Linked DNA regions of Zea mays: region 2 is linked to region 1. The links are chromatin contacts, called in public Hi-C maps. All regions are on one chromosome and are shown on one strand. Each heading gives the region's core, a stretch centred on a gene start, on an enhancer-like site or on the middle of the called end of the contact. The rest is flanking DNA. Distances are from core to core; before and after follow the strand shown.

Region 1 (4,061 bases), core at 1,123-3,622:
AGCTCTTTGTCAAGTGCCAAACAAAAAAACTCTTGATAAAAAAAACACTCGGCAAAAAAACTAGGCAAAGAGTTTTTTTGCCGAGAGTTTTTTTAACACTTGGCAAAGAGCTTCTTTGCCGAGTGTTTTAATTTAGGCACTAGGCAAATAGACTCTTTGCCGAGTGTTTTTTTTCAACACTAGTCAAAGACAATTTAAAAATCACATTTTAAAACAGTAAATTAATTCAAATGAAAAAGGTTTTAACTACAAATTTATATAATTAATCAAGATGTACAATTTATATTTTGATCATATCTTTATATGACAAAATAAAAGTAAATTTGTTCATAAAACCTATTTCTCTCTCGTAATTTATGAAACTACGAGAGATATATAAGATTTGTCAATAATATTAGAATCATCATGTGAGATGAACAAATGACAAAACAACCAAAATAAACTTTGTAGATCTTGAAAAGTTATAGAATTTTGTAGTTGGCAACATTTTCATTTGAAGTCATCTTGTCAATGAAAACTACGTCTGAATTTAAAAAAAATTAAAATTTGAATTTTGAAAACGATCTTGAATGGAAAAACCACCAATAGAAAAATTGTAGGTCTTAAAAAGTTATGAAACTTTGTAGTTGACAATGTTTTGGTTTGAATTGTACATAAAAATTTTGTTGTGGTACACCCTATATAAAATTCCTAGATCCGCCACTAGATCGAGTCATACTTATTTGTAATTGTTAGAGGTATTGACATGGATTCAACTATGCTAGTGCGGGGCGTGGCAACGATGGCAGGCAAATATAGGGGTTGGGCGTTGCGCGTGGACTGGCATGGGAGGAGGCTCGAGTAGGGGCAATGCGAACATGACGGTGGCAACCCTAAACATTACAGGCGCACGATGGTGGGCAGGAGGCTATGACCCTGTTTGGCACAGCTTATTTTCAGTTTCTTCACAAATTTAAGCAGAAGTTCTGTCAAACAGTTAGCTTCTGCATCAGCTTATCAGTTCAGCTGTTTCTCAGAATACACTAAAGACAGCCAACAAGCAGAAGCTACTTTTCACCAACTTATTAGATAAGCTGCTTTTTTAACAAGCAGAAGCTGTGTCAAACAGGGCCTATGGCATCGGTAGGGAGAGACGGGCGGGTGTGTGCAGGTCGGCACGAGCGGCAGCAGCAATATCAAGAGAGCAGCGGCGACAACATGGAGATGAGAGCGAAAGGACGGGCACAACTTTTATATCCGGCTTATTTTTTGTGGCTACAAACAAATGATCGAAAATAAGATCTTATTTTTTTTTTGGCTATGAGCTAGCCACCGAAAATAAAAAAAAGTTTATTTTCGACGATTCTAATTATGTTATTGTTTAGGCTAAATGCGGACCATCAAAAATATGTTTTTATTTACAGCTTACCTTTAGCCACTAAAAATAATTAATTTTCAGCTGTCTCCTTAGATGCCACCAAAAATTATTACGGATGCCGAATTTTTTTTGATTTTTTGATTCTGTCTAGGGTTAGTCCATCTCACTGAGAGCTTTAGAGCTAAAAAATAAGCTCAATGCTCTAAAACTTTTAAAGCATTTGTTTGCAGAGACCGGTCGATTCCGGTCGGTACCGCAGCTTGCTGTGAGAGCCTAACGGTTAATTCACACTAATTAGCATATGATGCATTTTGTAGCTCATAGTACAGAGATTAGCAGTAGTAATATACTACTCCAATACTTATTATTTGACTAGATATGTGATCGTGCGTTGCCACGAAGCGGGAGAACTGCCTCTAGACTATAAATATAATTTTTGTTTATTTATAAACATTAAGATATGTGTGGTTTAATAGTTAGCCCCAAATTTCTAAAACAGAAGAGGGCTGTGGGTTCAAAGGGCTTGTTTTGCACTATTTTTGCGGATGCTAGACATGGGAAATATGAAGTCGTGATAGCAACAGCTGTCCGCGTTAGGTTATAATAGAGACGTAAGCGAGAGAGGCTCGATCCCTCTCCAAACGCAACGGGCTTGCGGCCCGTGGTTCATTAAAAGACCCCACATGGCATGGGCTCGATCGACGAACACCGTGCTGGCAAATGGCAGATTCCTGGCTCGATCCCCCGCCAACAAGTCAAGGCAGCATGCAACACCTCTAACATGAATTTAATGCACAAATCAGGTCAAACCTTGCAGCCTCTACTATGCTACTGCAACTAAAAAAATAAAGCAATGTGCTCTTTTTTTCAATTTTCCTCTATTTTTAATCATTTTCTTCTAGAAAATAGAAATTGGCACTGTAGGCAGTACCGCAGTAGCCACCACTGGTAGTGTTTTCTGAACTAGCTATTGCACTTGCACTGCAGTTCTCTCTCTATAAAACCCTCCTAGTGGACGCCATGAGGCTTTACTCTAGAGTCTCTAGTGCATGGAGCATGTAGTACAGAAGTAGCAACCAGCCAAGCTACTCTCCACGGAAGCTCTACTATCATCAAGCTCAACCAGCTAGCCACTGTGTGTGAGCTCATTTCTAGACACGTACCACAGTGTGTGCTATTGTGACGCAGTGGATGCGTGCTAGAAAGTCCGTGTGTGGCTGTGTGTGCATTGCTTCGACCGAGGCAGTACTGGTCATACCGTACCTTTCTTGGATCTGAAGCTCAGAAGAAGCTAGGGTTCTCTCATCAGGTTACAAGGTATGTACTGCATGATCTGATACCACCCTTCACTCACTTAGCTTATCGGAGATCGAGTTCATAATTGCTACGATGATGTTTGCAGGCTAATTAACCTGAGGTAAGAAACTGAAGATCTAGACATCAGCAGCTGGTGCAGCTAGTAGCAGCAAGCAGCCAGGCACCGTCACTTCACTAGCACAGCCTAAGAACTTCGAAAGGCCAGCCAGGGCAGGCTGTGTTGTTGTCGGGAGCAGCACCAATAAACGGTTGCGCCTCCGATCGAGAGCCCACACACTGATCGGGAGATCGGCCGCTACGGCGCTATACCTCTAACTGCCGGGCGCGAACTACGTGCATCCATGGCGCCGCCGAGCTCGTGGTGGGGCGGCGAGGACCAGGACGGCACGCCGGTGGTGGTGAAGATGGACAACCCCTACTCCCTGGTGGAGATCGACGGGCTCGGCGTGCCGCCCGCCGACAAGGCCCGGGGCAAGAACGCAAAGCAGTTCACGTGGGTGCTGCTGCTGCGCGCGCACCGCGCCGTGGGCTGCGTGGCCTGGCTCGCGGGAGGGTTCTGGGGCGTCCTGGGCGCCGTGAACCGGCGCGTGCGCCGCAGCCGCGACGCGGACGACGAGCCGGACGCCGAGGCCTCGGGCCGCGGCCGCGCCATGCTGCGGTTTCTGCGCGCGTTCCTGCTGCTCTCCCTCGCCATGCTGGCCTTCGAGACCGTGGCCCACCTTAAGGGCTGGCAGTTCCCGCAGCACCTGCCGGGGAACCTACAGGAGCTGGAGGAGCAGCTGCAGCACCTCCCCGAGCACCTGCGGCACCTCCCCGAGAACCTGCGCCAGCTGCCGGACCACCTCCGCATGCCGGAGCGGCAGGAGATCCAGGGCTGGCTGCACCGGGCGTACGTGGCCTGGCTGGAGTTCCGCGTCGACTACATCGCCTGGGCCATCCAGAAGCTGTCCAGCTTCTGCATCCTGCTCTTCATGGTGCAGTCCGTGGACCGGATCGTGCAGTGCCTCGCGTGCTTCTGGATCAAGATCCGCGGCATCAAGCCGCGTGTCCCCGCGTCCGGCGGCAAGCCCCGTGGAACTACTGGAAGGAAGAGCGCGGATGCCGAGAACGGTTTCGCCGATGGCGACGCCGACGGCTACTTCCCCATGGTGCTCGTCCAGATGCCCATGTGCAACGAGAAAGAGGTCAGTAGCTAGTAGCACAAGAAAACTCACAGTTCGATACACCAGTCGATCGGTGCTTCTTACGACGTGACATGAAGGAGGGACGGATGAATCAAACATGTTATGCATGCAGGTGTACGAGACGTCCATCTCGCACGTGTGCCAGATCGACTGGCCGCGGGATCGGCTTCTGATCCAGGTGCTGGACGACTCGGACGACGAGG
Region 2 (4,503 bases), core at 1,697-4,196, 110 kb before region 1:
GAACCCCGACTTCAAGCTTCCTTTGAAGCCGAGCAACAATGCTAATGTTATGAGGACAGGGGGTCAGCAATACCTAGGGGCCTCGGAGTCCTGCTGCTTCTTCCCGCCACCGTTCCGCTGGCACTTGTCCTTGATCCATTGGAACCCCTGAGATGTTCCATCTTTCACCTTCCTCATGCTGGTGGTCACGATCGCCTTGGTCTTCTGCCCCACGTCGTCTGCCGACGGAAATCAGAAAGGGAACCTATCGATTCGAAAAGGAAACCATGAGGCGCTCATGGCCTCCGCCGACCGTGGCCCCCGACCGGCCCACCGCCTGCACCCATGGCCCCTCCCACATTCCCGTTGGTGGATCCGGAGCCACCACCAGTACCATGAACATCAGGACCAAGAAAGAAATGGCTCTAGTTCAAGAACCCTAGTAAAATTGAGAAGGACCAACCAGAGAGAAGCTTGCCGATGCAGTAGAGTTTGCTAGCGGTGGGGACGATGTTGTCGTCGCCGCTGGCGCACAACAGCACCTCGTCTCCCGCTTGCGCCACCGCCGCTCAGCAGCATCTCGTCTCTCGCTTGCGTCATCGCCGCTCTCCTTTGTGTCGCCCGCTTCGGATTTGTTTCCAGGCCCTTCCGGTCCTGGCTCCAATCCAGTACCTTCTCTAGCCAAAAAAATTCCAAACCTATAGGCTAGAATCCTAGTGGGCTTAACCGAACATAAAAAAAAATTAGAAACCGGGATTTCTACCGGGGTCGGATTTCAACCTGGATTGCTCCACAATCCAGACCCAATCCGCCTAGTTGGGCACAACTGAACAGAGCCTAACTGGGTGCATGAACCAAAAAAACAATCAGTTAATATTAAAACCATATAAGGGTTGTATCATTAAAAGATAAAAGGGAAAACACACAATCATAAATTTTATAGTACTAATTTCTCCTATTTATGCGTTGGGAGAGGTCAACCTCTCGCCTTCGAGTTTTTTTCTAAGAAAAATAAATGAGCACGGTGGTAGAGGAGCAATAAAATTACTACTTCGATATTCCTACAATGGCATCAGCATCAATTTGGGACAGCTGGGAAGCAGAAGGGGAGTGAGTGAATGCATAAAGCGACTCATGGAAAAGGTGCCAAAGACAAGAGGACAAACGGTCTCCGTCATAGATGGAAGATCAGAGGGCCCTGATTAATGGTTCTATTAATTAGGTGGTGGATAGGATGACGGCCTACCACACATTACATACTAGCACACAGTTGCTGATAGATGTTCTTGGTGCTGTACTTGATGATTAGACTTCATATTAAGCCCTAACTAGATAATGTGGAGGGTGAGAGGCGCCACCAATATATAATGTATAGACTATGGCCAGCTGCGGACCTAGAATTTTTATTTAGGATGTGCCGAAACAATTTTTTTATATACACTTCTATCAAAATCTAATATATATCTATTTGCTTCTTCATATTTCAGCCATTAAAACTAAATACTGAATCAACAATTAACAAAACAAAAATCAGCAATAAAATATATATTGCATTATAGATTAACCATTATATATTTACACTCAAAGCTAACAGTTAAGCCGCTAGGCTTTACAATTCACAATAAAAACCTTGGGAATGGGGAATTGGGTATCAACATCCCCTTGACCGCCACAAGATGAGACATCGGGCGTGTGGCCGGCTGACCGCTGGAAGGTCCGACGCAGCCGCATAGGGATGGCTGGCTGGGCACGGTGACAACACATTTTGACGGCGCGCTAGGGCCCAGGAAGGCGGCGACTGTCGCTAAGGCCAGGGGCGACGATGGGCGCTAGGGTCCAGGGAGCGAGCTGTGGGGTGGCGTTGACTGTCTCCTGCTTGTTTGTGGCTCCATGCTCATGGAGGATTGGAGATTGAAGATGAAGCAACGAGTCTAATGCCCATGAAGTCTAGACTCTAGAACGGACGATTAGGGAGGGGTCTGGGTGGGCCTGCCTTAGGGTGTGTCGTGGTCCACCTGGACCCCCTTGGGTCCGCCCCTGACTATGGCCCATTTGTTTCGCCTTTAGCATTGTATTTTTTTCTAAAGTTAAGCTATTGAAGAAATAAACATGGCAACTAAAAATTAGTTGTGTTAAAGTTTAGCACCTTTTAGCACTTTAGATCCACTAAATATGTTAAACTGTGTTAAAAGTGGTCCTAACACCATTTCCCTCTCCTCCACCCATACACACCTTTCTCTCTCCAAGCACGGGCCACTAGCTTTTGCATAGCTAGTATCGTCACTCGTTTATTGCACACCGCATTATTAGAAGTAATATACTAAAGTTTAGTACTTGTATCCAAACAGTTCTCAAATGCTAAAGTTTAGTCCTATAGCCCTGCTTGGTTGGATTTTTTAGCTTCTGGCCACCAAAAGCTGTTGCAGACTGTCAAACGCTTTATCTTTTCAGCCTGCTTCTATAAAAATCGTTTTAATAAAAACTGTCCAAAATCAACATGAACACAAAATCGGTCAAGTCGTCACGATAGTAGAAATTCATCGCTTTCTAGATCCCGTAGCCTTTGTACCACTTCATCTTCCTCCGCATGTAGTCCACACTATACTGAGATTCTTTCCACAGCCAGATTTTCTCCATAGCCAGATTTTTTAGAAAAGTTGGTCAGAAAAAATCTGAACACAAACAGACTCATTGTGGGAACTTAGAGTAGTCACCGTTGAAGCCTAACTATTGCTAAAGTATTTAGGCGAGCCTAATTTACTATTCGTAAATACCTACAATTGCTTTGCTTTTAACTCTGAACGTGGAGAGTATGGAATAGGAGCAAAAAAGTGTAGATGGACATTGTGCTGCTCACCAATGGCTCTCTGAGGCCCTTAGAAATGTGGCCTGTAATAACACTGGTTGGGCACTCTTGGGCGCCGTTGAGTCTTGGGTTTAGATGGTCTGGCCCACTTACACGAAAGCACAGGCCAAATAGAAGGCTAACAAGGCGTGTCCACCTGTCCACCCGAGCCAGCCACCACCACGCCCTGCTGCCCTGCGTCCGACTTTTTTTTTAATTTTGTCTCATTATCGGAAAAAAAATTCACGTTTAAATCTTAAAAAAATTTAATGTCATTTTTGAACCCTCTCCTCGGCGCCATAGCCTATGGCACCGAGGTAACACATCTCGACGCCATAGCCTATGGCGCCAAGGTACATACTGCGCTGGCACAACCCAGACGACGTGGCGCTGACGTGGCACCAAGCTCGGCGTCAAGATCTATGACACTGAGCTTGAAAGTGTAATCACAAAGCTCGTCTAGCTTAGTCGGTAGAGCGCAAGGCTCTTAACCTTGAGGTTGAGGGTTTGAGCTCCATTGTGTGCGTTCAATACTTTTTGTCTTTGTCGCTGATTTGTTTTTTTCTTGTCAATTTTTTTTCGTTTATGCCGCTCCTTATATCTGCTCCTTTGATTACATTAATTTTTTTTTATTTTCTTGTAAAATCAGCTGAACACAATAGGAACCATCGCGAAATCCATGCGCGAATGAAAGCTGCAAGAAACAGCTCCCTTTATATATAGCTAGGGTTTGATCCGGTCAAATATTCATGTAGGAAAAACAAACTCCTCTCACACGAAACCAAAGTTGTCTACAGTGTCAATTAGGCGATTCCGTCATCTCGCTAATTACAAGTGATTTTAAACATTAAATAATATACTAAAAACTAAAGTACATCATATAAAATGTTAAAAATATTTATATCATAAACAAATGACTATGATAATCTTACATTAATGTACAATGATAAAATTTAATTAATATTAAAAAGTCTAATTTCGAATATATTAGATTATTGGAGTTTTAGAGTCCAAAATCAGTCAAAAAACAAAAAAAAATCTAGATGAGAAATAAATCTGGACGGACAAATCACCGACATAAATGAAAAATATGGACAACAAAAAAATGAAGTTACTGCTACTGGCACAAAATATTCTGATATAGCAGATACATCGCTGTATAGCATTGATAGCAAGAAGAAGCTCTTACTAAAAACAAAAATAAAAAGCTATGGCTCACGAAGTGATGCACACCTGCAATCTCACAATGCCATTGAAAAAGGATCTCATTTCCCGACGGCCAGAAACATCAACACTGCAAATGATTAAAGGACCAATTCACACCAATATACAATTGTGTGAGCATACGTGTCAAAAACATTCCAGCGTCAGCTAGGCATTTGACTCTGGTATTCGAGGGAAACAATCTATGGAATTCATCACAGTGAAGTATGGTAGAAACACCACCGACAGAGCATCCAGTAAGAAGGGCCTGGTATACGATAAATTGCATCAGGGACATGAAAATGACCTCTGAAAAGCTAAAGAAAAATGAGTAACAGAAGAGTAGGAGAAATTAAGTGTAAATACCTGATTAGCATAACGCATTCCTTGGGCCATTAGGTCATCCATAGCGGCCTGCCAAATGCGTTGACCTCAGAAATAAAGGCCTGCAGCCTAAAGAAAAAGAAGGAAATCAG

What was found. Hi-C and Micro-C count contacts between places; a contact is called where the count stands out from the background.
Region 2: a contact with region 1 is called in a Hi-C map of leaf, with 8 times the contacts expected there. The contact joins the enhancer-like site here to the promoter of LOC103641084 in region 1. A contact is called at or near these places in 6 of 25 Hi-C or Micro-C datasets (bundle sheath, ear, endosperm and 2 more).

What each region holds. Positions count from the first base shown.
Region 1 is chr10:53,595,574-53,599,634 of Zm-B73-REFERENCE-NAM-5.0, reverse strand. LOC103641084 (probable xyloglucan glycosyltransferase 3) reads left to right here and starts at 2,372. Exons shown (of 6, transcript XM_008664469.4): 1 at 2,372-2,674; 2 at 2,760-3,858; 3 at 3,971-4,061. The coding sequence starts at 3,016.
Region 2 is chr10:53,702,399-53,706,901 of Zm-B73-REFERENCE-NAM-5.0, reverse strand. No RefSeq gene overlaps it. Among protein-coding and RNA genes, the nearest start is that of LOC103641085, 7.0 kb to the right of the region's middle. Within about 2 kb of position 2,946, at least 11 of the 20 cell types and tissues checked have an H3K27ac peak or open chromatin away from gene starts, as enhancers often do. A contact at or near this core is called in ear, endosperm, leaf and 1 more, where this site is marked.